Regions from separate parts of the Sus scrofa genome. Here regions 2, 3, 4, 5, 6 and 7 are each linked to region 1. The links are chromatin contacts, called in public Hi-C and HiChIP or PLAC-seq maps. All regions are on one chromosome and are shown on one strand. The core of a region is the stretch at or near the end of the contact, and the rest is flanking DNA. Distances in the headings are between cores, read along the strand shown.

Region 1 (3,916 bases), core at 564-3,063:
GCTGGCCATCTCGCAGGGGGGGGGACCACCGCCCCGAGACACATAGTTGGACGGAAAGATGCCCACCTGGCCACCTACCTGGCCCGCCCACCAGCCCTCGTCACCCGAGATAGCTGCATCCCGGGACAGCACCTCCACTCGGTCGCCCTTCCGCAGGGCCAACTCGTCCTGCCCATTGGGCTCGTAGTCAAACAGGGCTGTCCACACAGGGTTGGCATAAGCTGCAGCCTTCGGGGACCCCTCTGGCCAACCTCCGCTGCCACTGCCCCCGCTGCCCCCATTGCCACTGCTGTTCCATGACCCCAGGGGGCTCTTGAGGAAGAGGTTCTTCAAGGGCTCCATAGCTGGGAGCTGGCACTGGCGGGTGTGGGGGACCTTCCCTGGGTGCCCCGGTCCCCACCCTTGCTGACGGCCGAGGCCCTAGTCCCGGAACCTGGGCATCCGAGCCCTGGCCCTCAGCCCCAGACCCACGCCTCTCTGGGGAGCCAGGAGTGTCGCCTCCCGGCCCACCGCATCTCGGGCTTCCGGAGGAGGGCGACCTAGGGAAGCAGTGTGGTCAGGCTGGGGGGGTGGACCCCCAGGGCCTCCGATGTCTCACCATGGCCGGCACAGAGGGGCCCGGGCGTCCCTCAGTCCAGAGCAGTCCTGGGAGCCGAGCTCCAGCACCCGCCAAGTGAAAGGTGGGGCCAGCGAGGGGCAGTGCCTGGACTCCCGTTGGGTCTCTGCGCAGGGGGGTGGCTGGAGTGTCTCTAGGTTGAGCTGCCTCTTCCTGGCTCAGCTCTCGCGACCCGATGGCTCCAACCCCGTTCCCTTCTTCCTCCTCCCTTTGTACTTTGGCCCCGGGGGCGGGAGGCAGAGGTGGAGGGTGGAGTTTCACTTTTTTCCGCTGTTCTCTCTCCTGCAGGAAACAGCATCAGATGACGCGGGCGGGTAGCACCGCTCCCCTCCCAGAGGCTGCAGGGCGATTTGGTCTGGGAGTTACCGGGTAGGCGGGCAATGAGAGGCAGAAGGAGAGGAAGTGTAGCCCGTAGCCCCCACCTCCCGTGACAACAGGTTTAAGGTCGAGGTTGGTTTCTGCTAAGGAGGGACCGTCCCCGCCCTCTACGTCTGCATCTGTAAAACTGGGGGAAAGATCCTGGCTTGGAAGAGGGGCAAACCCGAGTGTGGTCTTGGCTCCGAAGTTGCAGGGCCGTGTGACCCTTTCTCTGCGCTTCATTCTCTTCATGTCTGAAACTGGGGCCAGGAGCTCCGCTTTGCAGAGCTGGCAGTGGGGGTAGGCAAGAATGGAGGACGAAACTGGCTGCACTTGGAGCTCTTGGAACGCGTTGTCTAAGATTTACTGCTTCCCTTCACCTGGGAAACAATTCATGCCTCTTTCCCAAGAAGGGATGGAAACCTGAGACTGTGCTCCTGAAATTTGTCCAGTGATGGCACTTGGAATAGCTAAATCGCTCTCGCAACCGCGCGACGGACCCCCTTGCCTTGAGCCTGTCACTTTAAGAAAAACGACACTATCCTATTTCGACTAGTCCTGCCTGTTCTCTCTACACTCTGAGTTTGAGCTCTGACCCGGAAGTAGAGGCCGCTCGTGACGTTTGACGTCCAGCGCTAAAAAGGGCGCACCTAGAGGGGCTTGCTCCAGTAGCGCACAACTGTGGCTTTAGCCCCCAGGGGTGTCCACGCCTCCATCCTTTTCCTCGCCTCTAGTAACTCTTCCCTCGCGTTCCGCCCAGTGATCGCGGCTAGGTTGGCATCGCTTAGGTGTGCGCATGCGCTCAAGGACTTGTGCCTTTTGGATCGTCCCTTCCTCAGCTGCGCAAGCCCAGCGGGCTCTCCCGCTTCTTATCGGTCCACCACCTCCCTGCGCTTGCGCATTCGAGCCGAAAGGTTTTCCTTTTCCGGGTCCCAACTGGTCTCGTCGGGCGCATGCGCCACTGCAGGTTGGCGGCTCGCGGCTCCTTCTTCCGGCCTCCCCCTTGGGTCGGCTCCCGCAGAAGCGGGGCGACCGCGGAGCCCAAAGCGAGTGACCTGTGACCCCGGAAGTGGACCTCAGGGTCCCGGGGCTCTCCCCGGGCCGGAACCGTGGGAGCCGTCGTCTGCACCCCCGGAGCACCCACCCCACGCCCACCTCTGGATGCCGCCGACCGGTGCCCGGCCCGTGCCCTGCGCCTGCCCGCCGGTCCGGCCCTTAGGAGCAGTTCTGGGCCGGGGGTGGGGGCCTGGACCCCACCCCTGATGCGGCTCCACCCCGGCTCTTGGGTCTCGCACCACTGACTGCCCTGGCCGGCCCCGCCCCCTGCCCGCACCCTCGCCCCACCGACCCCTCTCCCCCGCTGGGGGAGGCCATGGCGTGAGCGCGAGGTTGGGCCCCGGGGCCCTCGGGCGCCAGGCGGGGCATGGGCCGGGGGCCGCCCCCATGAGGGTCCCGGGAGGGGGGCGCGCGCAGCAGCGGCGGGGCCATGGGGTCGCAGGTGTTGCAGATCCTGCGCCAGGGGGTGTGGGCCTCGCTCACCGGCGGTTGGTTCTTCGACCCACACCAGAGCACCTTCTCCAACTGCTTCCATCTCTATGTCTGGATCTTCCTGCTCACCTTTCCTTTCTTGCTGTATATGGTGAGATGCTGCGGCCACCTGTAACTCGTGCCGGGGAAAGGGAGGGCAGATGTCACGAAGGGGTGCAACCTGGCAGGGATTCTGGGCTGTGGCTGGGGCGCTGGGGTGTGGGAAGAGGATTCACTGCGGAGTCTGGAGTGTGTGGAAGAGAGGCCAGAATTTCCCTGGCCTGGGTGACCTTGAATCTCACTTAATCTCATTCCAGTTATGCTGGAGATAGGGCTGCCTCGCAGGGTCTTTGTATTAGCAGCCGGCAGGCGTGATGGAGTTTAATGAATTTGTGTGTCCTAGTCCTGACTGTGGTGGTAGGTGGTAGGGACAGGGCTGTGTGAAGAGGGACCTGACTTGCTGCCGCCCCCAGGTCCTGCCCCCCAGCTTGATGGTGGCTGGTGTGTACTGCCTTGTGGTGGCTGTCATCTTCGCTACCATCAAGACTGTGAACTATCGGCTGCATGCTATGTTCGACCAGGGCGAGATTGTGGAGAAGCGCAACTCTACCATGGGGGACCCAGAGGAAGAGCCTGCCCAGGGGGACAGCAGTCTGCCCAGGTAGGCGGGGGCAGGGCCTATGCTGGGAATGGCGGAGTCTTGGTGCCTGGGCCTGAGCATTGGAGAATGAAGGGGCTTAGGGAACCTTGGCTTCATGAGCGAGCGGCCAGTTGTTCTTTGTGTTGGCCCTGGATTTGTAAGGGGGATCCCTGTGGAGGGAGAAGCAGTGGGGATGGCGGAGGACGAACTGTATGAAGAGAAAAGGGCAGCTCAAAGCTGATGTTCCTTTTCCACTGCTAGGGACCCCGGAGTGGAGATGACAGTATTTCGGAAAGTGAGTTCCACACCCCCTGTACGCTGTAGCTCTCAGCATTCCGTGTTTGGCTTCAACCAGGTCTCGGTGAGTGGCTCTGGCCCTCGGCCTCCCCCTCTCTTCTCCTGGGAGCCCGTCCTGAGCCCACTTTTTGCCTTGTTTGCTCCCTCATCCTTTTCTCTCTGCTCAGGAGCTGCTTCCCCGGATGGAGGACTCTGGGCCCCTCCGAGGTAGGTGGCTTCCCTTCAGGACTGAAGGTGGCGGTGCAGAACAGGGAGTGGCGCGTAGATGCCTCGAGGTCCTGCTGACGCCTCCGGGGCTGTGGTTGCAGACATCAAGGAGCTGGTGCGGGAGCAGGGCAGCAACAACGTGATTGTGACCTCAGCCGACCGAGAGATGCTGAAGCTGAGCTCCCAGGAGAAACTAAGTGAGTGGGCACGATGGGCAGGGGCGCAGGGAAAGACTGGGGTCTTGTCTTTGCGTCACCCCAGCTTTTGCTCCC
Region 2 (3,916 bases), core at 536-3,035, 250 kb before region 1:
AAAAAGTGAAGATTTCTTAAAACTGTATTAGGTGACTCAAAGATGGCTCTAGTGATGAAAACAAAACTAATGCATGAAGAGAGTTCAAGTAAAATAGTTTGAGGAGTTCCGGTCGTGGCGCAGTGGTTAACGAATCCGACTAGGAACCATGAGGTTGAGGGTTCGGTCCCTGCCCTTGCTCAGTGGGTTAACGATCCGGCGTTGCTGTGAGCTGTGGTGTAGGTCGCAGACGCGGCTCGGATCCTGCGTTGCTGTGACTCTGGCGTAGGCTTGCGGCTACAGCTCCAATTAGACCCCTAGCCTGGGAACCTCCATATGCCGCGGGAGGGGCCCAAGAAATGGCAAAAAGACAAAAAAAATAAAAATAAAAATAAAATAAAATAGTTTGAGGAAATGCTATAGTTGACATAGGCAATATTTCAAAATTAATATGTGAGGATATAAATCATTTAAAAACATTTGAATTTGTCCCTCCAGATCCACTTCCCACCCTTCTCTCCCCTACCCTCTCCCCAGGAGGTGACCTAGGTAGAGGAACATCTATGGGTTCCCTTGGGCTTTGGTTTCCGGTTGGGTTCAGCCAATGGGAGCCCAGCAAGAGATCAGAGGATGGGGAGGAGGGGGAGAGTGAGGGATTTCTCAGTCTCACTTCCTGCAAGGGCACCTCAGCCAGGATATGCCCTCACTGGAGGTCACCAATCTCCCCTGATAGTTCCTTTTTCCCACTGGTGCCTCTTCCTGCATTTCTGTGGGCTTATGATGCAAACTTCTCTGCTACTACACACCCCCAGGCAACTGTCCCCCCCCAGGTGTCCCTCCAGACCCAGCTACACTCATTAACACCCCCTTTGTAATGAACCGTCTTCTTTGTGCACCTGTTTCCCACTGGGATCTGAATATATTTAAAAAGGAGTAAAGCTAAATAATAATGTTTAATATGTATATTTAATATTACATTTACATACAATGATTTTCTCTCTATTTCAAAAAGTTTAGGAGTTGCCGTAGCGGCGCAGCGGAAAAGAATCCGACTAGGAACCATGAGGTTGCGGGTTCCATCCCTGGCCTTGCTCAGTGGGTTAAGGATCTGGCGCTGTCCTGATCTGTGGTGTAGGTCACAGTCAAGGCTCGGATCCTGCATTGCTGTGGCTAGGGCTTACGCCAGCGGCTGCAGGTCTTGATTAGATCCCTAGCCTGGGAACCTCCATATGCCGCGGGTGCGGCCCCATGAGCTTTTTTAAAAGAGGATTTTAAGTCATGTTTGTAAACGAATTTGCATGATTCAGCAGTGAAGCAGAAATGAATGGTACACAAGAGAGAGGGATAGTCTTCGGCGCCTAAGTGGAGGGAATGAGCTTAGGAGCAGGAAGCAGGGGAGAAGAGTTGGGCGCCGATAAAGCTGAAGGCAGGAATGGGGGCAAATTTGTCACAGTCCAATATTCGGGCCAAAGAACGTCAGGTTCTGGGAGTTGCTTTTTCTTTCCCTAAAATGGGCACGTGTTTGGCAGCTCAAGAGGACTGTGCCCTACTACTATCACCAACCCCTGGCCAGCAAGTGAGGGCAAAGGGTTAACCACGAGGTTAAAGGTCTGCGAGGTAGCAGGACGCATAAGCTTCACCTACACCACCTCCGGGCCTGCCAGTTTTCACCAAGCCCTCACCTTCTCATTTCTGGACCATGTTACACGTTCCCTCCCTTCTCCCGCTCCCCTACACGTCAGAAGCGGAGGTAGAGCTGGAGCCTCGCGCCGCCCCGGCCTCGGTCTCCATTGCGCCTGCGCACTAGTTCCTCGGCTCCCCGGCCCCCAACAGGCAAGCTCGTTCTCGGCAGCTCGCTCTCGGGCGCGCTCCCGGGCGGCGCCTGCGCAGAAGGACGAGGAAACTGGTTCCCCGTGCGGTCCCGGCGCCTGCGCGCTGCGCTCTCCGGGCCTCCCGGCCTGAGGTAGAGGAGCCGGGAAGATGGCGGCTGTGGTGGAAAATGTAGTGAAGCTGTGAGTGGCCGTTTTCTTTTCCTCCTAGGCCGGGAGGTCTTGTAAGGGGCCTGGGAGTAGGGGGCGGTGCGGGAAGGGACGAGGCGGAGAGAGGGCCTTGCCTGGGAAGGCCATGTTGCGACTCCTAGTGGGGAGGACAACCCGAGACTCCGGAGGAGACGTTGCTCTTCTTTGGAAACTTGTGGAGGCCCTGAGGGGGGCACACGGGAGCCCCTAACGGGCAGCCTCCCGGAGGGGCTGTGCGGTCTGGGCGCTCCCTTCGGGCTGACGGTTTCCAGAGTATGGCGCCCTGGTCGCCTACGAAAGACAGTCCCGGATTCGCTCCCGAGACGCCTCAGTCCGGTGGAGCCGGGCCGAGGGCGGACCCGGGAGCGGCCGGAGCCCCCGCAACGCCCCGCCGCCGACCCCTCCCCATCGGCCGCCCGCAGCCGGCCCTGGGGGAGCAGGCTCCGCAGCCCTCGCGCCGTTAAGCCCCGCTGGGCTGTTTTGTTCTAAACAGCTCGGTGACGTTCCGGGGCGGGCGGGCGGGCGGGGGGGTGGGGTGGTCCTCGAGTGTCAGGTACCCAAGGCCAAGAATATTCCGGGGGAGAATTTGTTGCAGAGCTGGTACTGAGGGGAAAGAACTTCAGGGGAGAGGGCCTCTGTGCCGGCCAATCCCAGCCACCAAAAGCGGGCACTGGACCGATGCAGAGCCCCGGACGCCCCGGCTGCCCGGCTATGCAATACTCTTGGGCTGACAGATTTCGAGCGAAGTTAAAGTTCATGGTTGTTCGGTAAATGGAGAATCCCGTTAGCTGTGAGTTAAAGATGCTTGGAGACTTGATTTAACCCAGCCCCCTCCGTGAGGAAGAATCTGAATGAGTTTTGCAGCTCCGTGCCCCGTGGGCGAATAGAGCAAGCTCCTTTTTAATGCGTAAATTTGGCTTGGTGCAAGGGTAGGAAGATTGAGAGGTGTCTAGTTGTCCAGTTAGGGCTTTGGGATTTTGATTGGATGACAAGGTAAAGGTTTGGGAACTCTGTCTTGGTGGTGGGCTGAGCCCCCCAAGGGCCCCTTTTTAAGGGTGCGGTGCCGCTCTGCCTCTTCTTGCCTGGAGCCTTTTCTTTGCCAGTGCTTTCCCACTTCCATTAAGCTAAGTGCCTTCTCCTTCTGTTCTTGTGGGGGTTTTTTGTTGTTGTTGTTGTTGTTTTTAAACTTGCTTTCAGCTCCATCCTGCTGCCTCTTTCAACCACCCCTCCTCCCAGCACTATTATCTTTCTCTCTGATCTGCCCACTCCAGTTTCCCCAGCTCTCTCTTCAAGCTGACATTTCCCTCAATTTAGAAATGACGCTGTTGATCTACCATTTATATAGTTATCCTGCCTGACTCAGATGTTCTTTGTTTCCCTGCCTTTCTCTTTGTTGACTCCCCCTGTCCCATTGTAAGGGAAGGTTCTACACAGACTTCATGCTTCTTGAAAAAGAATCAAAGCTTCTACCTTGGAAACGTTACTGTACTGGGGGAATGTCAGACTTGCCTAGCTGTTAGCTGTGAGCTCAAGATTCGTTGAGACTTCATTTAAGAGTTATATGTAATGAGGAGTTCCCGTCTTGGTGCAGTGGAAACCAATCTGACTAGGAACCGTGAGGTGTCGGGTTCGATCCCTGGCCTCTCTCAGTGGGTTAAGGATCCAGCACTGCCGTGAGCTTGGTGTAGGTCACACACTCGGCTCAGATCCTGCATTGCTATGGCTGTGGCGTGGGCCGCAGCTGTAGCTCTGATTAGACCCCTAGCCTGAGAACCTCCATATGCCTCATGTGTGGCCCTAAAAAGACAAAAGACAAAAAAGAGAGAGAAAAAAACAAATTGTATGTAATGAGATTCTTTGTCTTTATGTTGGAAGACTTTCATCCTGTAAATAGGGCTACTAACCCTTTCATGTGATGT
Region 3 (3,916 bases), core at 971-3,470, 230 kb before region 1:
TGGAGGTTCCCAGGCTAGGGGTTGAATCAGCTGCAGCCGCTAGCCTACACCAGAGCCACAGCAACGCAGGATCCGAGCCACGTTTGCGACCTACACCACAGCTCACGGCAATGCTGGATCCTTAACCCACTGAGCAAGGCCAGGGATCGAACCCACAACCTCATGGTTCCTAGTCGGATTCGTTAACCACTGAGTCATGTCGGGAACTCCTGGCTTCTTTTGTTTTTATGGCCACACCTGTGGCATATGGGAGTTTCTGGGCCAGGGATTGAATCTGAGCCACAGCTGTGACATATGCCACAGCTGCAGCAAGGCTGGGCAGGGGATCAAACCCACACCTTTGTGGTGACCCAAGCTGCTGCAGTTGGATTCTTTTTTCTTTTCTTTTTTTTTTTTTTTTTTTTTTTTTTTCTGTTTAGGGCCACACCTGCAGCATATGGAAATTCCCAGGCTAGGGGTCGAATTGGAGCTGCAGCTGCCAGCCTATGCTACAGCCAGTGGCAGTGCAGGATCTGAGCCATGTCTTCGACCTACACCACAGCTCATGGCAACGCCAGATCCTTAATCCGCTGAGTGAGGTCAGGGGTCGAACCCAGGCCTTCATGGATGCTAGTCAGACTCATAACCTGCTGAGCCACAACAGGAACTCCTGCAGTTAGATTCTTAACTCCACTGCACGTAGTGGGAACTCCATGGACATTAGTCTTGAAGCATAGCTTTTCCCCCCCAAATTAAATAAAACATTTAACCTCAATATAAGTTGACAGAAAATTGGATAATTTGTTTTAATTTCTTATGTACATTATAGCTGTTACAAAATTTGGGTTAAAATCAACTTTAACCTGTTTATTTCTGTGTTTTAGTTGGTTTGGAGGAAATTCTGGATTTGTATGTGCAAGTGGTGAGACAGATTTATAACAGTTGAGCTTTTTAGTTTCAGAGATACTTAGCATAGGTCCAGAAGCTTGATTAGAAGCTTGATGATTATATAAATATAAAAGAGTTAATGACACAGGAAAACTCTATGCGTCACCATGAGGACACATTAAAGCTTTCTGTATGAATAATGGAGATGAGAGGTACCTCCGCCTTGCTTGCCTGAAATTGGTTCATTTAATTGAAGGCAAGTGTGTGTGAACTCGGCCTATAGTGCAGCCATGCAAACCTTCCTCCAAGTATATTTACGTGCACAAGAGTGAGTTTTTCTTTTCCTGCAAACCAACATTTTAAAGGTATGAATCAGTTATGACAACCCCCCCCCCCCGAAGTATCCTTAGGATTTTCTAGGACAGTCTGAAAGCCACTGTTTTATTGGGAGGCAGTGAGTGGCCTGGGCCCTTGTGTTCAGTAAGTAAGCAGGGTGCTCCAGTTTGGGGACTGCGTTAGGGGCGGGGCACAGCCCCATCATGTCTGCGCGGATGTAGGCCTGGAGTCAAGGTAGTCAAGCAGTGATCCTTGGTGGTTGAATAGTCTAAGGCCAGAAAAGATAGTAAAAGGAAAAAGGTTAAAAATGAGAATGCTGGAGTTCCATTGTGGCACAGTGGAAATGAATCTGACTAGTATCCGTGGGGATTTGGGTTTGATCCTGGCCTCACTCAGTGGGTTAAAGGATCCGGCCTTGCCGTGAGCTGTGGTGTAGGTAGCAGACGCAGCTCAGATCCTACATGGCTGTGGCTGTGGTGTAGGCCGGCAGCTGTAGCTCCAATTCGACCCTTAACCTGGGAACCTCCATATGCCGAAATTACGGCCCTAAAAAGCAAATAAATAAAATAAAATTAGTCTTTATTCGTACAAAATCAGAACTGGCCCCAAGCAAGCAGTTTGTGGTAGTACCCACTTGAGGCCAATACCGTCCATGGTAACATCCTTTGTGTAGCTTAAAACGTGCTTCCATTTTTTCAAAGCCACTGGGTGAGGGGTAATAGACCTGTTTGGTCGATGAGGAAGCTAAAGCTGCCTAGGGTCACAGCCAGGATGACCTTCCAAGTCTGCTCACTGGAGGGAGGCTTGTTTGGCCTCGTCTACCGGGTCCCCTGAGGCTGGCGGCGCTTCCAGGACTCCCGCCCCGTCCGGGCTCCGCCCCCCCAGCCCCTGCAGCTAGAAGCTCAATTCCCCCAACGACCCGCCGCTTCGCGATGCCCAATGAGATTTAGCCGGGGGAGGGACAGAACTGCACCGGAGACCAATCGGATTGGGCCGGGGCGGGGCGGCAGCGGGTGAAGCTGAGCGGTGGGTCCAGGTCTTCTCAGCCGGGAGAGAACCCGGCGCGGGCGGCGCCCACCGGTCCCTGCTGTGCGCGCGCCCGCCGCCCGCGCAGCCCTTCAGTTTGCCCCGCGCGTCCCTACCCTGCTCTCTTGTACCACAGGGACAGGGGCTGGGGAGCCGGGCCGGGGCCGGGGCCGGGGCGGGAGTCGCGGGACGAACACTTGAGGTGGGTGCGGAGAGGGTGGCTGGGAGGCGGGAAGGCCGGGCGGGCCGATGGCTAGGTCCGCCCCGCCGGCAGACCCAGAGTCACCGTGTGGAGAGGTCAGCAGGTTGCAGAACCCGGCTCCCGGCCTGTCTCCATCACAGACGCTCGTCCCCGCGCGGTGGTCCCCCTCCCAGGCCAGGACTCTCCCCTCTGAGGACACCCCGCCCCTCTCGCTGCCCGCGCGGCCTCCTAACCCCTCTTGCCCTTTGTCGCCTGTGCTCCTGTCCTTTCGGCCTTGTGCTCCCGCGCCCCCTCCAGGCCGGACCCCGGCCCAGCCATACCTGCTCAGGACCTGGCACCAAATTAGACTCGCTCCTTCAGCCCCCAGTCTGTCCCTCTTTGTCATCTGTACACCTGTCATCTCAACTCCATTCATCCACTCTACCACCCTGCCCCCCACATCTTCATCTGAATCCAGCCTAGGCCATCATCCCCCTCCCCCTACGGGGATTCCTCCTGCCAGCTCTGATTATCCCCTCCACCTGCCCCATGCAGCCCCAGCCCTGTCCTCCCCATCCATGCTCCTTTGTTGTCTCTGCAGCTGTCCCCTCGGCTCTATTCATCCTTCTCCCCCAAACCTCAGCCCAGACTCCCTTCTTGCTCTGACCAGGGGCCAGCCCTCCCCAGCTAGGTCCTGCATTCCTCCAGATCAGGGCCAGGCCACTGCTCACTCAGCCTGGTGGTTTCTCTTCCTTTCAATCCAGCCCTCTCACCTCCAACCCAGTGTCCCCTCACCCTGTCCCAGCGGATCCAGGCTGCCCTGGTCTCTCCCTACACCAGTCTATCTCCCTGCCTCTAATATCCCCTTTTTCTTACTATGCTCCTCTCCCACCCCGCCTGGCCTCCACCCTCACCGTTTCCTCCTTCCCCCTCTCCCCCGGAACAGGTGCCAGAGTTGCCATGGAGCTGTGCAGCAAGAAGAAGCTTCACGCCCTGTCCCTGGCCGAGAAGATCCAGGTGCTGGAACTCCTGGATGAGTCCAAGATGTCCCAGTCGGAGGTGGCCCGGCGCTTCCAGGTCTCCCAGCCCCAGATCTCACGCATCTGCAAGAATAAGGAGAAGCTGCTGGCGGACTGGTGCAGCGGCACCGCCAACCGGGAGCGCAAGCGCAAGCGGGAGTCCAAGTACAGCGGGATCGACGAGGCTCTACTCTGCTGGTACCACATTGCCCGGGCCAAGGCCTGGGACGTGACAGGGCCCATGCTGCTCCACAAAGCCAAGGAGCTGGCTGACATCATGGGCCAGGATTTTGTGCCCAGCATCGGCTGGCTGGTGCGCTGGAAACGCCGAAACAACGTGGGCTTTGGGGCCCGCCATGTTTTGGTGCCTCCATTGCCCCCTGAGCCACCTCCCCCGGCTCCCACGCCCCAGGCCCAGCTGCCTCTCTCTCTTAAAGATTTCTCCCCAGAGGACATTTTTGGCTGTGCCGAAGTGCCCTTGCTATAT
Region 4 (3,916 bases), core at 572-3,071, 230 kb after region 1:
GTTTCCGAGTAACCTAGTCCTCAGAGCTGGGGGGCTTGGCCTCCGTGGGACGAGGAGGGGGAAGACGAGAGGATCCGTCCCCCGCAGGGGAGGCAGTGGGTGGTCTCTTCCATTTGGTCCCACTAGGTCAGCTCCACGTTGTTGGCGCGGTCCAGCACCCGGGAGCCACGGGCGCTGCCTCCCAGCTGGAAACGGCTCTCATAGAGAGTGGGGCAGAGGTGCCAGCGGTTGGCCCGGTAGATACCCAGGTAGGTGTAGACGTCAGGCTTGTAGGTGAGCAGACACTTAATGCCTGCCGCGCGGATGGCGGCATCTGCCTCCAGTACACCCAAGCGGTCCGTGAAGTCGTCCGTATAAACACAGATGACCTGCCGCCCACCCTCCTTGGCCCGTGGGCTCACCTTGGCTACCTGAAGCCGGCCCTCGACCACGGCTCGAGCAATGCCAGCCCAGGCGTGATCCAGCTTGAAGCCAGGTGCCAGGTGTATCAGCCATTTGCCCGAGAGCACGTGGTGGGTGATGGCCAGCTGGCGCAGGGTACCTGGTGTGACGGGGCGCCCGCTGGTCTGCAGAGCCTCCCAGGCTGCCTGCAGGCCCTGCACGTCGCCTGAGTTGGGGACATAGCCCTGCCCATATGCTGCAATCCAGCCCACGGGCTCAGAGTTGGGAGAGCCAGGGTCCCCATAGCGGGTAACCTGGGATGGTGGGTACTTGGCCAACCAGGCATCCAGCTCCGTGGCAGGTGTGGTTCGGGCATCAAACACCAGCCAGGGGTCCATGTCAGCTGCCATGGCCTCTGCGGCCAGGTGCTCAGCAGTGAAGCCATCTTCACGACCACCTGGAGAATCTTCATCCTCCAGCTCCTCGCCTGGTTCCATCCTGCCGGGTGGGAACCAAGTTAGGGCAGGTCCAGGACAGATCCAGCTTCCTGGGCCTGAGCACGTAGGTGCCAGGCACTGAACTAATCCCTGCGGCCTTGGGCAAAACTTAATGTCTCTGTGCCTCAGTTGCCTCATCTGTACAATGAAAAATAGCTGCTCCCGTCTCAAACAGCTGTAGAGAATTAAATACTAGGAGGTGGAACAAGAACTATATAAATGCTGTTACTATTATCACTACTATCCTTGACCTACAGAGTAGGAAACTGAAGCTCACAGAGGAGGGGGCTTACCCAAGGTCACACCTGCAGTGCGTGAAAGGGCCGAAAAGTGAACTCGGGTGTGGGGGCCGCCGGCCCAGCTGCGGCTCCCGACGCTGCCAAGGCAGGCGGGTCTCCCGGGCGCTGGGATGTAATGGAACGAGGCACCCCGACAGGCCCCACAGGGCCAGGCCTCCAGGCGGGCGTTATCCCGCCTACTTAAAGACGAAGACATGCAGGCCAGAGAGGGCAGTGACCAATCCGAGGCCAACGGGCCGAGCCCGGACTCGAACCCAGGCTTGTTAGAGCCTGCGGGAGGGCCAGCCTCCCGCCCCGCCGCGCCCGCCGCGCCCGCCGCCATTAGTGCTCACGGCCCGAGCAGCGCCCCTGCCCCGCCCCGCCCTGCCCCCTCCCGCCGCCCGGGCGTCACCTCCGGCCTTCGCTGCGCTCGGCGCCGGCCCAGCCCCGGGCCCGGCTCCGCTCCTGCCGGGGCTCCGCGCCGCCGCCGCCGCGCCCCGCCCCCGCCACGGCTGCAGCCGCCGCCGCCATCTTATTGCCCCGCCGCCTCAACAACAACTTTATAGACAAGCGCAGCATAGGGCGGGACCGGGGGGAAGGGGCAGGGCCGTCGGGGCGGTGCTGACCCCGGGGGCGGGGCCATTGGGAACGCGAGGCGGGGCGGGCCTGCGGGGGGCGGAGCTAACGTTCGCTCTTCAGGTCTTGGGGGCGGGCGGTCGCGGCCGTCCAGTCCCGGACAGACGCGCACCGGGCGGGAGGCTGTGAGGGGAGGGCGCTCGGGCCCCGCCGGCCGAGTGCTGACCGGCGGCGCTAGGACCCTGTGGGGGGAGTGGCGGGGGCGGAGGAGGCGGCACCAGGACCCGGGGGAACCGCGGCGGGCGGGCGACGAGCAGGCCCGGGGGCCGGGAGGCTGCGGGCGGCGGCGCTGGGCCCGGCGCGGCGAGAGAGGCCCCGAGATGCCGAGCAAGAAGAAGAAGTACAACGCGCGGTTCCCGCCGGTGAGCACGTGGCCGGCCTCGGGAGGAACGAGCCGGGCTCTCGGGAGGCTCCGGCCCAGGCCCGGCCAGGGAGGCGGGCGCATCGCGCCGTTCGGGGGCCCGGACGCCCCGCCCCCTTCCGTGCCCTCTCCGCGTCGGTGCCCCCCGCCCCCTTCCTCCCGGGATGCTCCCTCTCTCTGCCCCCCGCCCCGCGCACCCTTTCGGGGGCCGCGGCGACGGGGTCCGAGCTCTCTGCCCCTTCCTCAGGCACGCATCAAGAAGATAATGCAGACGGATGAAGAGATTGGGAAGGTGGCGGCAGCTGTGCCTGTCATCATCTGTATCCTGTCGAGGGCTGGCTGGGTTGAGGGAGGCGGGGGAGGCCGGCAGCCCCGGGTCGCTTTTTGGGGGCCAGGACATTGTTAGAACCCGCGTTCGCCTTGACGACCCTCAGCTCGGGCGCTCGAGCTTTTCCTGGAGTCACTGCTGAAGAAGGCCTGCCAAGTGACCCAGTCTAGAAATGCCAAGACCATGACCACATCCCACCTGTGAGTGGCTCCGATCTGGGAGGGCTCGTGTGGGGCCTCCGCCCGGAGTCCACACGCTTAGGGGAGGCTGTGCCCTGATAGGGAGGGAGGTGGGAGGCGGCTGGGCGAGGACTCAAAGGCTGGTAGGTTTGAGTTGGCAGGGACTGGGTATTCTAAGAAAGGGGGCATGGCTGGGATTGAAACGATCCAGGCTCTGTTCCCCTGACATCCAGAGAGCACTTTGCTGAGAGTACAGACATCTGTGCCTCACCTGAGTGCCATTCCCTCCCCACCTCTTCCAGGAAGCAGTGCATTGAGCTGGAGCAGCAGTTTGACTTCTTAAAGGATCTGGTGGCCTCTGTGCCTGACATGCAGGGAGATGGGGAAGACAACCACATGGACGGGGACAAGGGTCCTCGCAGGTGGGGAGTCAGTGTCCATGTGGGGAAGGCCAAGGCCCCCGGGGTTGGAGGTGTCTTGGGGGATGGCAGAGGAGTGGGGAGACCTCTGGGCAGATGGACTCCACCTTCCCGAAGGGGCCGGAAGCCAGGCGGCGGCAGCCGGAAGAACGGTGGCATGGGAAGCAAAGGCAAGGACAAGAAGCTGTCGGGGACAGACTCGGAGCAGGAGGTGAGCTGAGGCCCCAGCCCTCTGTCCTGCCTTGCAGGGTGGAGAGGGCAGCCTTGCATCAGGCCAGGCCCAGCTGGCTGGAGGCCTGGTCCCATCCTCACCTGTGACCTCTTTGTGTTGGTTGCCTTGCACATGGCGGCTGCAGAGGTCCGGCTTTCCAGTAATGGGCCCACGCCTTTCTTGTCGCCTCTGATTCCTGTCTTGTTCCCAGGATGAGTCTGAGGATACAGATACTGATGGGGAAGAGGAGACATCACAGGCCCCATCCCAGGCCAGCCAGCCCCCTGCCCACTTTCAGAGGTAAGCAGGTCGGTGGCACCCAGAGGGGGCCAGCTGGTCCCCAGCTGCCTTGTCCTTTCTGACCGCTCAGGCGCCTTGGTTCTGTTGGTTGTGGCAGATTTGGGAGACGGGACGGGAGGAACTGAAGAGGACTTAACGGCTGGGTTCTGTGCTCTCAGAAAGTCCCCTCCCCCGGGCAGGGCTGTGTGCCCTGGGTCCTTCCCTTCTCTGGGCTCGGCTCCCTGCTGGTAGAGGGCAGTGGGCTCCAGGCCTGCCTGGCTGGAGGACCGGGTGGGGCTCAGCGGGCAGGACTGGGCACAGGTGAGTGGCCTGATCTTCCTTTCCCA
Region 5 (3,916 bases), core at 571-3,070, 200 kb after region 1:
CTGTTTCTTTCCTGTGTTCCTATCACAGTGACAGCCCCAACATCCACCCTGTTCTCATGGCAGAAAGCTCCCATACTCCTCTCTCCCCACATTCAGTTCTGCTGATTTGCCTCCTGAATATTTCTAATATCTGTTTTATCTGCTCCACCCCCCGCTGGCACTGTCCCAGCCCAGTCCTTCTGCAGAGCTCTCCTTGCCCATTGACACAGTGTTCTTAGTAATCTCTCTGCCTACATCTCCTCCCTATGGTCCATCCCACACAGCAGTTCAAACAACCTTTCTAATAAATGCATATTTTAAAATGTTCCTCCTCTGCTTAAATCCTTACTGGCCTGTGCACACGCTCCAACCTCATGCTGAAAGCCCTTAAGAATCTGGCTTCTGACTACCTTTGTTGCCTTCCTCCCTCTCTTACCACTTTCCTTAAGCACTTGCCTTTTTAAAAAGATGTATATCAAGCTATTTTCATTGTTGTTAAAGCAGCTAGGCCCTTTCCCACCCGCAGTGACTTTCATCGTGCCACTCCCTGTCCCTGAAATAGTTTTCTCCTTACTTGCCAAAGTCCTATTTTTTGTTGTTGTTTTGTTTTTTGTTTTTTGTTTTTTTAGGGCTGCACCTGCGGCATATGGAAGTTCTCAGGCTAAGGGTCAAATTGGAGCTGCAGCCTCCAGCCTGTGCCACAGCCACACCAGATCCCAGCTGGGTCTGTGACCGTCACCGCAACTCACCACCAGATCCTTAACTTACTGAGAGGGGTCAGGGATGGAACCCATGTCGTCATAGATACTAGTTGGGTTTGAACCGCTGACTCACAACAGGAACTCCAGTCCTATGCTTTTTTTTTTTTTTTTTTTTTTGATCGGCATGTGGAGGTTCTCAGGCTAGGGGTCAAATCGGGGCTGTAGCCACCGCCTAGGCCAGAACCACAGCAATGCAGGATCCGAGCCAAGCCGAAACTTCGACCTACACCACAGCTCACGGCAATGCTGGATCCTTAAGCCACTGAACAAGGCCAGGGATTGAACCCAAAACCTCATGGTTACTTGTCGGATTCGTTAACCACTGCGCCACGATGGGAACTCCCCTATGCATCTTTTAGAGTCCCTCAGATATCACCTCTATTGGGAAAACTTTTGCGGGTGGAAGGCAGTCCCTCAAAATATGCTCTTTCTCCATTTGCTTCTTGGATTTAGCACAGCTTGTCTCTTCTGCTAAATTAAGATCTCTTTGAGGACAGTATAGGATTTTGATTAAGTTTATTTCTGCGTGGATCTCACACACAATAATGGTTTTTTGAAAAAAGAAAAAAAAGAAAGGTTTTCTGAAGAAACGAATCCCTTGTATGCCTCTCCCACCGAGCAGGAACACTCCGTGAGGGGGAGGGTAGGCCGATGGTGAGCCAGGACCTTAGGATTTAGGGTTCCGAGGACTGGGAGCGAAACTCAGTGAGCCGAGACTGTCGAGCTCAAGCTAAGCTAGGAAGGATGGAAAGGCGGCCCGTCTAGGTTCCGTCGGGGGCGGGTGGGCAGGAGGGTGGGAACCCCCACCCCCACCCCCGCCATCCGATTCTTAGTTCTCGGGAGGAGCCGAGAGGCCTAGGCTCGAGCCTGAGGATGTTGGGAATTGGGAAGTTCGAAGCGCCTAGTTTAGGGTTGACTGGAACAGAGGTCGGTGACGCGGGTACCCAAGGTGCACGAGGGTCGGGGACTCCGCAGTCCGAAAACGGTCCACTCTCCCTCGCCCTCCCTCTCTCGCCCCCACCCCGGCGCCCAGGTCCCGCCCCTTTCCGAGGAGGCTTTCCCAGATTGGCTGTCGTTCCTTAACGTCATGTGGCCCCGCCCCGGCGCGCGCCCCGCCGCGTGCCCACCCCCGCTCGACTGCTGCATCCTACGCTCGCTTAACCACAGACCGTCTGCCGAGCGGGTGCTAGAACCCCGGCGCCGCGGAGCTCGTCGTGGGGCTCCTGGGCCGCGGCGGCGGGCAGGCGATGCTCCAGAGGCCTGAGCAGCCATGGAGGCCGAGACGGGCGGCCTGGAGGAGCTGACGGATGAGGAGATGGCGGCTCTGGGCAAGGAGGAGCTGGTGCGGCGCCTGCGGCGGGAGGAGGCGGCGCGCCTGGCGGCTCTGGTGCAGCGCGGCCGCCTCATGCAGGAGGTGAATCGGCAGCTACAGGGTCATCTGGGCGAGATCCGCGAGCTCAAGCAGCTTAACCGGCGCCTACAAGCTGAGAACCGCGAGCTGCGCGACCTCTGCTGCTTCCTGGACTCGGAGCGCCAGCGCGGGCGGCGCGCCGCGCGCCAGTGGCAGCTCTTCGGAACCCAAGCATCCCGAGCCGTGCGCGAGGACCTAGGCGGTTGTTGGCAGAAGCTGGCGGAGCTGGAGGGCCGCCAGGAGGAGCTGCTGCGGGAGAACCTGGCGCTTAAGGAGCTCTGCCTGGCGCTGGGCGAGGAGTGGGGCCCCCGCGGCGGCCCCGGCGGCTCGGGGGGCTCAGGCGCTGCGCCAACACCCGAGCTGGCTTTGCCCCCGTGCGGTCCCCGTGACCTGGGCGATGGAAGCTCCAGTACTGGCAGCGTGGGCAGTCCCGATCAGTTGCCTCTGGCCTGTTCCCCAGATGATTGAGGGTACAGCTTCCCGCCGACGCCCGCCAGGATTGGTCCCCAAGCGCCGGGATTGCAGTGAACTTCGGGACTCGAACGCCGCCCCGGCTGCGCACGAGGGGCCGCTTGCATGGACTTAGAAAACCCTGACGCTGAGGAGGGCCCCTGGCTCTCGCTGGCGGGGCAGCAGGGGACTGGAGGCTGGAGCGGAGGGACTTGCTGGAGGCTGGGTGGGGGCTAATAAACTGAGAAGGAAGCAGAGCCCATGGCCCGGCCAGCGTCTGTTTGGGACTCGCCGGCGTTGGGAGGAGGGCGGGGACTTGGTGATGGGGTACCGTTCCCATCCGGAGGGACTGCAGAACTAAGGTGGCTGACTCCCCAGTACCTCAATCCTGGGACGGGATGTGGGACCCTGGTAAACCACCGCCCACCCCCCACCCCCCACCCCCATCAGGCTCCAAGACAGGCTGTGATCCGGCCCCTGAAGTGGCTCCGGCTCCCTTCCCAGCTCCTTCCTGTCCAAGACAATGGGGCAGGAAGCAGGTGTTGGGGGCCTAAAACCCACTCAGCCGGCCTCCCCTGAGGCTGGAAGGGGCTTAGCAGCCTGTGGCACAGCAGGAGCACTGCGGGCCCCCACCAGGAGGAAGATGATAATCCTCTTGGCTTGGCAACCCACAGCTTTTCTCTTCCTCCTTTCAGTCCTGGAGATAGGCAGAACAGATGCAGCCTCATTTGTCAGATAAGAAAATCGAGGTCCCGAAATAGTGAATAATTTCTCCAAGGTCATATAGTGAGTTGGAGGAGCTCTGATGGGAGCCTAGGGCTTCTGGCTCCAAAGGTTCTCCCTTTAGCCTCTGGGTCCAATGAGAGCAGGCCAGAGCTTCAAGGCTTTTATTCCATTTTAGCAGGTTTGTATAAAAATACTCTCTTTAGGAAAATAAATAGCAGCTGCTCTTGCTATGGATGCTTGGATTCCCTGGAGCTAAAGTCTTCTCAGAGCTGGGGGCACAGGACAGCTCATCACAGAAGCCTCTGGCACCCTCCTGACCCCTTCCACTTATGAGGGGCTGGCAGAGAGTCTTGGTTCAGGAACCTGGTGCTGCTGGCAGTGGGGCTGGGTGAGTTAGTGTTTTAGGCTGGTGGAGTATCATCTGTTGGCGGTAGGGTTGGGTGGATCATAGGAAGAGGGTGATGAAGACTGTAGGGGTGGTCTGCAGGGGTTCAGGACTCCAGAGGACCTCTGAGGATCTCCAAAGTCTCTTGGGAGCTGCTCAAGTTTTTCTTGAACAAACAGGAAATATTTTGTCTCAGATTTTGTG
Region 6 (3,916 bases), core at 873-3,372, 180 kb before region 1:
TAACAGTCCCAGCTCTTCCCAGGACTTCCATGTCGCCGGCCTGTTTGATCTTGGCATTTGGTGGAGAGGGGGTGGTGACCGCTGACGCTCCGGGCTGGTAGGAGCAAAGGCCTCCCCCACAGCTTCAAGGTCGGCAGCCTCCAGGGGCACATGAACCCCTCAGGGGTTCACGCTGCCCACAGAAGCCCCGGCACCACCTGGGTCTCTCACAGGTGCCACTTGGGCAGGTCTAGGGGAGTCAGAACAGAAAAGGGCAGAGGTTCAAGGGTGGTCTGAACAACCCGTGCTCCAGTGGGGTCACTGTGGGGGCGAGAGAGGCTCAGGCCTGGGGACCTTTCCAGCCTCAGGGACACCAGCAGAAGTGAGCTCCGGTGGGGGGCTGCAGGCAGCCTGGGAGGAGAGGGTCCCTGGGGGGGCTGTGCAGACCTAGGCCTGGGAAGGGGCGGCTTTCAGCACCACCAGGTTGCTCACCCAGAGGAGCTGTCACCAAGGTTCCTGGTGGGTGAGGCTTGCGGCGAGGCTGGTGAGATGGACACGGGCCAAAGGGTGGGGCCCCCCAAAGCTGGGACTTGCTCCGTCAGCAACAGGGGGCCTGCCCGAGGACGTCTGGGGCCACTGGTGGGGCGACAGTGGTCCAGGGAGGCAAGGCTTGTGGGACCGGGTACCTCATTCCACAGGCCTTCCTGCTGCTCCCCGTCGGTGCTTGGCACTCGGGAGGGGGGACAAGAGAGTCTGGTGAGCAGGGCTTTCTGGACACAGGGAGGCGACCATGAGCCAGTGAAGGAGTTGGCAGGAAAAGGGCAACGTGAGCTCCAGGCAGCAGGCCGGCTCGTGCAAGGCTGGGGAGCGGGGCTGGGCACCAGGGCCCCCCTGATGCCTCTGTACACGGCAGAGCGTCCCAAAGAGCTGGATGAAGGCGACTGATGGCGTTGCAGTTAGTTCCTGGAGCCACGGCTCGCCCAAGGCCTGGCGCTAGAAGCAGGGGGCTCCCAGTTGGGGGGCCCTTGGAACCCCAGAGGAGGCATAGGTCACACATATGAGAGCCCCCTCCTAACAGGATCACCTCCCTGCCTGTCCCGCCTTTTCTTTTTTTCCTTTTCCAGCCTCCCCAAGGCACATGGAGTTCCCAGGCCAGGGAGCATCGGATCCAAGATGCAGTCACAGCATAAATTGCGCTGCAACAATGCTGGATCCTTAACCCACTGCGCCAGGATGGAACCTGAGACCCAGTGCTCCCAAGACACTGCCGGATCCCGTTGTGCCACAGCGGGAACTCCTGTCCCTCTCTCTTTTGGACACACATGGGCTCCCAAAATGAGAGCAGGAAATGCAGGTGGACTGGCCCACTTCCTCCTCTGCCTTATAAACCGGGAGAACCAACCCCTGACACCCTCCCCCTCAAACGCCTTCTGCCACGTCCGCCAAGAGAGGCTCCCCTGTCTCCCTGAGCTGCACCAGCCATTTCCTGGGAGCTGCTGGGCCCCCGGCCACAGGGAACAGCAGTCCCCCCACCCCGACCCCACCACCCTCTCCATATGTCCTGACTTGGGAGTCCGGGGTGGACGGGACCCCAGATCCGGGCCCGCCACCTGTTTTGTGGGCCTGCTGTTGACCTGGGAACTCATTTCCTTCCTCCGATCAGCCCAGAAACATCACAAATATTGACCGAGAGCCTCACAGTGGGCACAACTGTTTGGTCAACACATTTATCAAGATCCGCTCCACGCCAGGGCCGTCTCGGGGACTGCCAGCTCAGAGGCCCAGGGGAGGACAAACAGACGGAAGGCCCTCCCTTGAGGAGCTCACGTCCCAGCAGGACGGGGTGGGGATGGAGTCTCACTGGGAAGGTGACCTCCAGGCAGAGCCACTGGGTTAAGTGCTTCCAGGCAGACTCTTTTGTTAAAGCGAGGAGGTGAGAACAGGGAAAGCCGGCTGGAGAGCTGACGAAGGGCCTGCCCGGGGGCCTGCAGCAGGGTGGGCCAGACCAGGCTGGGGCCCAGCTTCCTGCCAGGGCAGGAGAGGCCAGTGGGGGCTGGGCGGAGGTCCGGGTTGTTCCCGCTGGGCCGCTGGGAGGCGAGCCAGGGCAGGAAGGGCTCCCGGCCAGCACGCAGTGACTGTGCACTTCCTTACCCAGGCCCTGAAACCCGGGCCCTGGGGCTCTGAAGGGAGAGGCCCAGGCCGAGGGGCTCCTGGGAGGGGGAGAGTCGAAATCTCGGCACCAGTGCCAGACAGAAGCACGGAGACAGTTGGAGGAAGCAGAAAAAGCAGCTTTAACTGCCAGGCAAAGAGGGAACACACAGCAGGCTGGTGCCGCCCTCGGAGGGGACTGTGAGGAGTCCTACAGTGTCCGAGGAGCCGGCCGTGGTCAGCTCCTGGACATGCTCCTGATTGGTGGGTGGGGAGGTCATTGGGAGTCGGCAGCTTTAACGTGCTGGTTCCATCGGGTCTGGGGTCTACGTGCTGTGGGCAGCATCGAGTTAGGTGGTTTCTTCCAAACGGTGGGAGCTTCAGCACCTGCAAAACAGCTCCAGGGTCATGGCTCAAAATATTATCTATAGGCTTTGGTTTTCTTTCTTTATCTTTCTTTTTTTTTTAATTTCTTTTTAAGGCTGCACCCACAGCATATGGAAGTTCCCGGTCTAGGGGTCAAATCAGAGCTGCAGCCACTGGCCCACACCACAGCCACAGCCACGCCAGATCTGAGCCAAGTCTGTGACCTCAGCCACAGCTCACGGCAATGCCACGTCCTTAACCCACTGCTCGGGGTCAGGGATTGAACCTGCATCCTCCTGGGTACTAGTTGGTTGTTGACCTGCTGAGCCACAATAGGAACTCCTATCTAAAGTCTCTGAGGAACTGAAGGTCCTTGACTTTGTTGAATGGCTGAGCTGTTATTACTGTTTTCTTTGTTTTTTTTTTTTTTTTTTTTTCATTCCCTGATTAAATTGGTTCGTTCAAGTTTTTCTATAGCTAAAAAGGCAAGCGGAGGAGATGAGTGGGGGTCTATTCTGGGAAGGCCTCCCAGGGTCCTGCTCCGTTACAAGTCCAAGGTGACCCAGGAGGCCACAGCTCTAGTACTGGGCCTGTGAGAGACGGGAGCAGGGTTCTGGCACATTCTCTAGTGGTGGCAGCAATATCATCACCCTCCTACCCATCTTGACCCTAAAGCACCAGCCCTTTCTCGCCCCTCTTCTCTCTCCTGGGACCCGTCCTGGGCTGATGTGTTTTCAGGAAAACAAAACTAAGCAGGCTTCAGAACGAGAAGGGAAGGCAATCCTGGCTGTGAGAAAGGACTTGGAGCCCTGGCCCTGACCCTGAAATCCGGATGTTGCCCAAGGGGTCCTCCCCCCCCCCCGTCCCCCCAGCCATGAGCCCCTCAGGGCACTGCCCCAGGAAGAGCAGGTCTCAACCACCCCCCGGGTGGGGCAGGCCTCTCATCACCCAGCCCCACCCAGGGACCAAAGTTCTCTTGTTTACTGCCGTTTCCTGGAACAGCTTGTTTTGCTCAGGAGAAATCTGCTGACGCACTGGCTGCCCTGCCCTCCTCTCTGTAAAAATACTCCCGAGGTATTTTCAGCCTTATTTGCAGAAAGAGGCAGGACCCGAGCCTTCCATTTGTCCATCTCACTGTAAGGACAGCCTTGGCCCCAAAGGCCGGACAGAGAGGTCCCTGTGTGGCTTTCTACCCTCATTCCTCCTCAGAGACAATCCAGCTCCAACAAAAGCTAGCCATGCTGCCCGGAGAGCTTCTAAGCCAGGGCCCATGGACACTGTGCCAATTTATCCTTGAAAATGGAGTGGGTGGTGGGACCCCTCCAGACACAGGGGCACAAAGGAAGGCCTTAGTTCCTTTCGTGTTGGAGAGTCCTAAGCAGCGCAGAATCCTAATGCTTTGTGCATTGCTAATTCCACCTAC
Region 7 (3,916 bases), core at 562-3,061, 170 kb after region 1:
GTTCCTGTCCAAGGACCAGATGTCACACAACCCCAGAATGGCAACCGTGAGAGACACATCTGGTCAAGTAACTCAGTATCCTTCCTTCCCAGCCTGACATCCTGCAGGCTAGAGTCTGAAGACCTGCGAGCAGCAGAGCCTTGGCCCAGATGGGAGCCCAGAATTGAAAGAACCTACAGAACTGACTACTGGCTCGTTTCCTACTCACATCCTCAATCTCGGCTTTTGCCTCCTGTGCTGACTCAGAACTTCACGGAGGTGGAAGAGGACCCAGACACCCAGGCTACAGTCACTTCTGAGAACCAGGACCCCATAATGCTACATGGGACACCAGCGGTGCTCAACTGTTCTAACAAGTCCATCAGAACTGTCCCATGCGGTGACTACACAAGCTGTCCTATCCTCCGCTGGGGTCTTCCTAAACCCAAGCAAGAACCACAAACGCCTAATTAAGGCCCTACCCAACAACTCCCTGTTCCCCAGAATATATGCAGGCCCCAAAAGTCACTGATCTAAGTTAGCACTCCAAACACCTTGGCCCTTGAGAGCTCTTTAAACTTTTCTGGGTCGTGCTGGGGCCCAACCTAGCCGGGAGAGAGTGACTGTCCAAGGTAAAAACCTGCCCCCGCTCCCGGAACTGCAGAGGAAGCTGGCCACGTGATTGAGCCGCTTCCGGAGTAGGCGGAGAAGAGATCGGCTAGACTCAGACCCCTCCCCGAGAAAAACCGGTACACAGATGCAGAGACACCTCTAGACTCTCAACCCCAAGGAATCGCCTTTACCCACCAGCTTACTGGTCCCCTCCGCTGAGGGCCTGGGCACGTTACACAACCTTCGGCCCTCGAAGCCTTCGGGCTGAACAGAGGGGGCGGGGTGGTTTCCGGGCGGTGCCCGCCTGGGTCACTTCCCTAAACTCAGCTCCACCCTCAGGCCCCATCCGGGAAAGCCGACGGCCCCACTTGTCCAGGGATTCGGGCCCGGCGGCCAGGCCTGAGCGAGTGCGCACGCGCCGGCCGACAGCGCCGTTCCATCCCTCGCCGGGAGTACTCGGCGGAGAACCCAGCTCGTCTCGTGGGCTCGCTCCCGAGCGCGGCCGTGGTCGCTGCGGGGTCCGCTGCGCGGGGCAAGCCCCCAATCTCAGGCGCCTGCGCCAAAACCCGGACACCCCCGCATCCCAGCTAGCCGCGCCGCCCCCGCCCCTTGTGGGCATCCCTGCCACCTGCTCTCGAGACAGACCCGCCTGCGAGGGAGGGTGACGCGAAGACAGGAACAGCCCTTGGGTGGGGCGCGCGCGCCGAGAGCGCTCGCGCGCTTTTCCTTCGCCGCCCCCGAGCCAGGTTTGGATGCCGCGTGCTCCCAGCGCGCGCGCGCACCCGCGAACCCATTCGCTTCGGCACCGCCGCGACGCGCGACACCGGCTGCTCCGCGACGGCCGCGCACCCGCGCGCCCTGGACCCCTCCCCCACGGCCAGTGTCCGCGCGGGCGCAACAGCGGAGTGGGGGAGGGGAGGGGAGTCCAGGGGGCGCGCGAGCGACGTCCGAGCCGGCCCTCACCGGCGCCCGCGGGCGCGCACGCGCGTCCCAGCGCCGCCCGCCCCTCAGCACGAGACCCTCATCCAGCCGGGGGATCTGGGGGAGGGGGTGCCGACGTCGCTCCCCCGTTCCCTCCCGCGCACGCAGACAATCGACTCGCAGCCGCCTCCCCTCCCGCGCCGTGGCCTGCCGCTCACCATATTTCCGGAAGCGAAAAGGAGATAGCAAGGAGCCAGAAAAGACAAGAGCCGCTTCAGCTGCTGCCGGGATCCGACTGAACGCGGCCTCTCCCGGCCCCTTCCGTTTAGTATGAGCCGCACAATGAGGGGCGGGGCGGGCTTCCGGCGCTCCTCCTGAAGACCGACGGGAAATGAAGTCCGAGGCTCCTGCGCTGTCCTCGGGCCAGCTGGGTAGCAGAGTCTTTTTCATCTGACAGCGTCTGGTCGTCACGTTGCATACTGGGAAGTGTAGTCCGGGGACAGCTGAGAGGGGCGGGACTACAGCAAGGAGAGCGCGCGGGTTGGTGGAATGCCCCAGGAAACGCTCTGCACAGAGCCAAGGCCTCGGTGCTGGGTGATTTGACCTGAAAATGAGCCTCGATTTCGCGCTTCTTTATCCCGTACCGAAACGGTTTTCCTAAGGTCCATCCTGGCGTTTTTCTGGATCTCTTGGTCTAAAAATTTCCAGTGACTTGGTATTTTGCTTTTGTGAATTGAAGCAACTATTCATTGGTCTGGAATCCAGTCCTAGAGCAAGGAGAATCCCAAGTATAAGGAGACTTCAATCCAGGACACATTCATTAACCATTCTCCATACTCAAAAGACACTCTTGTCTACTGAGGAAAGGCGATGTGCAATTTCAATAAAATAAGAGAAAAAAAACACAAGGAAAGACTACAAAGAAATCTTTGAAAATAGAGCTTTGTACTAGTTTTAAAAGCATTTGGCATATTCATGAGGCAATAAAGGGAGAAGAGCAGGGATTTATGCATTCGAAGATTACCGCCTTTTACTAGGCAGTGAGCAGAGGAAACAGATTTTATTTTATTTTTGCCATTTCTTGGGCTGCTCTCACGGCATATGGAAGTTCCCAGGCTAGGGGGTCGAATCGGAGCTGTAGCTGCCAGCCTATGCCAGAGCCACAGAAAGGCGGGATCCGAGCTGCGTCTGCGACCTACAGCACAGCTCACGGCAATGCCGGATCCTCAACCCACTGAGCAAGGGCTGGGATCGAACCCGCAACCTCATGTTCCTAGTCGGATTCGTTAACCGCTGCTCCACGACGGGAACTCCAGGAAACAGATTTTAAACCAGACTTAAATCTCGTTCTCCAGTTGGTAACCAGGCATATGGTTAATTTAATACCCACAGAAATTAAAACAGAAGCTCTGTGGGAGCATAACCTTCAAAAAACAGACTAGGGTGGGGGACTCCAGGGAGATTTCATTGGCTTTCAACAAAGGCCATAGCCGCTTACTCTGCAGAAGACAGGGTCGCAAACAAGAGAATTGGGGGCATCGATCCCATATGCAGAATAAAGGCTGTAAATGAAGAGCTGGAAGCTTGGTCTTCAGCTGGGGAGCAACACCCGAGACTGGGGTATGTCGCAGAGCATGCCGGGGACTGTAGTCGGGGACGTACCGCTGCATTGCCCCCCCACCGGGAGCATCAGGTGGGGACCGCAGCTCGACCGCCGCCTCCTGCAAGAGACCTTGCTACAAGATGAGATTGGCTCCACCTTTTTGAGCTTCGGAGTTTCCAAGAGCAACGAGGAGGGGGGTGGGAGATTTCGCAGTTACCCTGGAGACGCGCTCCCGCCCGCCCCTAGCTGCGGGATGCCCTAGATGTCCTTATTAGGACAAGAGACTAGAGGGGGCGGGTCCAATCCGAACGCCTGCTGGAGGCTCCTTATAAGGCAGCGTCAGGCGGGAGGCGGGAGTGCGGAGCCGGCCGGGGGGTGCGGGATCGAGGCTGGGCGGAGTCTGAAGGGGCAGGCCTGGAGCTCGGGCGCCCGCCTCTCCACTCCCGAAAGGCCCCAGACCCACACCTCGCCACTTCCGGTATGGCAGATGTCGGCTGCTGTAACTTGCTGGCGAGACTCTCGTGCTCAAGTGGAACCCCCTTTGCATAGTTCCCATCTTAACCTTCCTGAGAGTCCCCCACCTCCAACGAGTCACAAGAACGATGAAGTGTTCTTCCCTTGTCCGTATTTCTCACCCCCGGGTTGCTACCCCGAATCCAACAACATGCCCATGTCAGCCCCTCCCACATGCCTCGATGTCCAGCACCTCCTACTTGTCCCCTTTCTGTTTGTCTACTGTCTCCCTCTCCCTGTCCTCCCAGCTTTGGCCTTCCCTGCACGTCCTCGTCTTCGCGCCCCTCC

What was found. Hi-C and Micro-C count contacts between places; a contact is called where the count stands out from the background. HiChIP or PLAC-seq counts read pairs in DNA pulled down with a chosen protein or histone mark.
Region 2: a contact with region 1 is called in an H3K27ac HiChIP or PLAC-seq map of alveolar macrophages. The contact joins the promoter of DPF2 here to the promoter of MAP3K11 in region 1. A contact is called at or near these places in 1 of 5 promoter capture datasets (fetal skeletal muscle) and 1 of 2 datasets of contacts at active chromatin or transcription factors (alveolar macrophages).
Region 3: an H3K27ac HiChIP or PLAC-seq map of alveolar macrophages shows a contact between it and region 1. The contact joins the promoter of TIGD3 here to the promoter of MAP3K11 in region 1. A contact is called at or near these places in 1 of 5 promoter capture datasets (fetal skeletal muscle), 1 of 47 Hi-C or Micro-C datasets (liver) and 2 of 2 datasets of contacts at active chromatin or transcription factors (alveolar macrophages and skeletal muscle).
Region 4: an H3K27ac HiChIP or PLAC-seq map of alveolar macrophages shows a contact between it and region 1. The contact joins the promoter of C2H11orf68 here to the promoter of MAP3K11 in region 1. A contact is called at or near these places in 2 of 5 promoter capture datasets (fetal liver and liver) and 2 of 2 datasets of contacts at active chromatin or transcription factors (alveolar macrophages and skeletal muscle).
Region 5: a contact with region 1 is called in an H3K27ac HiChIP or PLAC-seq map of alveolar macrophages. The contact joins the promoter of CCDC85B here to the promoter of MAP3K11 in region 1. A contact is called at or near these places in 1 of 5 promoter capture datasets (fetal liver), 2 of 47 Hi-C or Micro-C datasets (liver and mesenteric adipose tissue) and 2 of 2 datasets of contacts at active chromatin or transcription factors (alveolar macrophages and skeletal muscle).
Region 6: a contact with region 1 is called in an H3K27ac HiChIP or PLAC-seq map of skeletal muscle. The contact joins the enhancer-like site here to the promoter of MAP3K11 in region 1. A contact is called at or near these places in 1 of 5 promoter capture datasets (liver), 3 of 47 Hi-C or Micro-C datasets (embryonic fibroblasts, liver and subcutaneous adipose tissue) and 2 of 2 datasets of contacts at active chromatin or transcription factors (alveolar macrophages and skeletal muscle).
Region 7: a Hi-C map of liver shows a contact between it and region 1, with 4 times the contacts expected there. The contact joins the promoter of CFL1 here to the promoter of MAP3K11 in region 1. A contact is called at or near these places in 3 of 5 promoter capture datasets (fetal liver, fetal skeletal muscle and liver), 5 of 47 Hi-C or Micro-C datasets (brain, embryonic fibroblasts, heart right ventricle and 2 more) and 2 of 2 datasets of contacts at active chromatin or transcription factors (alveolar macrophages and skeletal muscle).

The regions. Positions count from the first base shown.
Region 1 is chr2:6,637,958-6,641,873 of Sscrofa11.1, reverse strand. It overlaps MAP3K11 (mitogen-activated protein kinase kinase kinase 11), which reads right to left and starts at 1,813. Exons shown (of 11, transcript XM_021082851.1): 1 at 1,624-1,813; 2 at 1-898. The coding sequence starts at 342. PCNX3 (pecanex-like protein 3) reads left to right here and starts at 1,941. Exons shown (of 34, transcript XM_021082830.1): 1 at 1,941-2,612; 2 at 2,974-3,161; 3 at 3,402-3,501; 4 at 3,605-3,644; 5 at 3,746-3,841. The coding sequence starts at 2,460.
Region 2 is chr2:6,884,417-6,888,332 of Sscrofa11.1, reverse strand. DPF2 (zinc finger protein ubi-d4) reads left to right here and starts at 1,785. Exons shown (of 11, transcript XM_003122537.5): 1 at 1,785-1,991. The coding sequence starts at 1,960.
Region 3 is chr2:6,866,244-6,870,159 of Sscrofa11.1, reverse strand. TIGD3 (tigger transposable element-derived protein 3) reads left to right here and starts at 2,220. Exons shown (of 2, transcript XM_003480677.4): 1 at 2,220-2,431; 2 at 3,357-3,916. The coding sequence starts at 3,371.
Region 4 is chr2:6,409,851-6,413,766 of Sscrofa11.1, reverse strand. C2H11orf68 (UPF0696 protein C11orf68 homolog) reads right to left here and starts at 1,821. Exons shown (of 2, transcript XM_003122554.4): 1 at 1,569-1,821; 2 at 1-879. The coding sequence starts at 1,735. The coding sequence ends at 123. It overlaps DRAP1 (dr1-associated corepressor), which reads left to right and starts at 1,832. Exons shown (of 6, transcript XM_013994078.2): 1 at 1,832-2,154; 2 at 2,401-2,473; 3 at 2,588-2,681; 4 at 2,963-3,290; 5 at 3,502-3,590. The coding sequence starts at 2,113.
Region 5 is chr2:6,435,732-6,439,647 of Sscrofa11.1, reverse strand. It overlaps CCDC85B (coiled-coil domain-containing protein 85B), which reads left to right and starts at 1,820. Exons shown (of 1, transcript XM_003122520.4): 1 at 1,820-2,861. The coding sequence starts at 2,011. The coding sequence ends at 2,619. FOSL1 (fos-related antigen 1) reads right to left here. Exons shown (of 4, transcript XM_003122519.3): 4 at 3,475-3,916.
Region 6 is chr2:6,813,842-6,817,757 of Sscrofa11.1, reverse strand. No RefSeq gene overlaps it. Among named protein-coding and RNA genes, the nearest start is that of FRMD8, 28 kb to the left of the region's middle. Within about 2 kb of position 2,122, at least 57 of the 83 cell types and tissues checked have an H3K27ac peak or open chromatin away from gene starts, as enhancers often do. A contact at or near this core is called in alveolar macrophages, liver, skeletal muscle and 1 more, where this site is marked.
Region 7 is chr2:6,469,453-6,473,368 of Sscrofa11.1, reverse strand. It overlaps CFL1 (cofilin 1), which reads right to left and starts at 1,811. Exons shown (of 4, transcript NM_001004043.1): 1 at 1,731-1,811. The coding sequence starts at 1,733. It overlaps MUS81 (crossover junction endonuclease MUS81), which reads left to right and starts at 2,589. Exons shown (of 16, transcript XM_003122526.5): 1 at 2,589-3,916.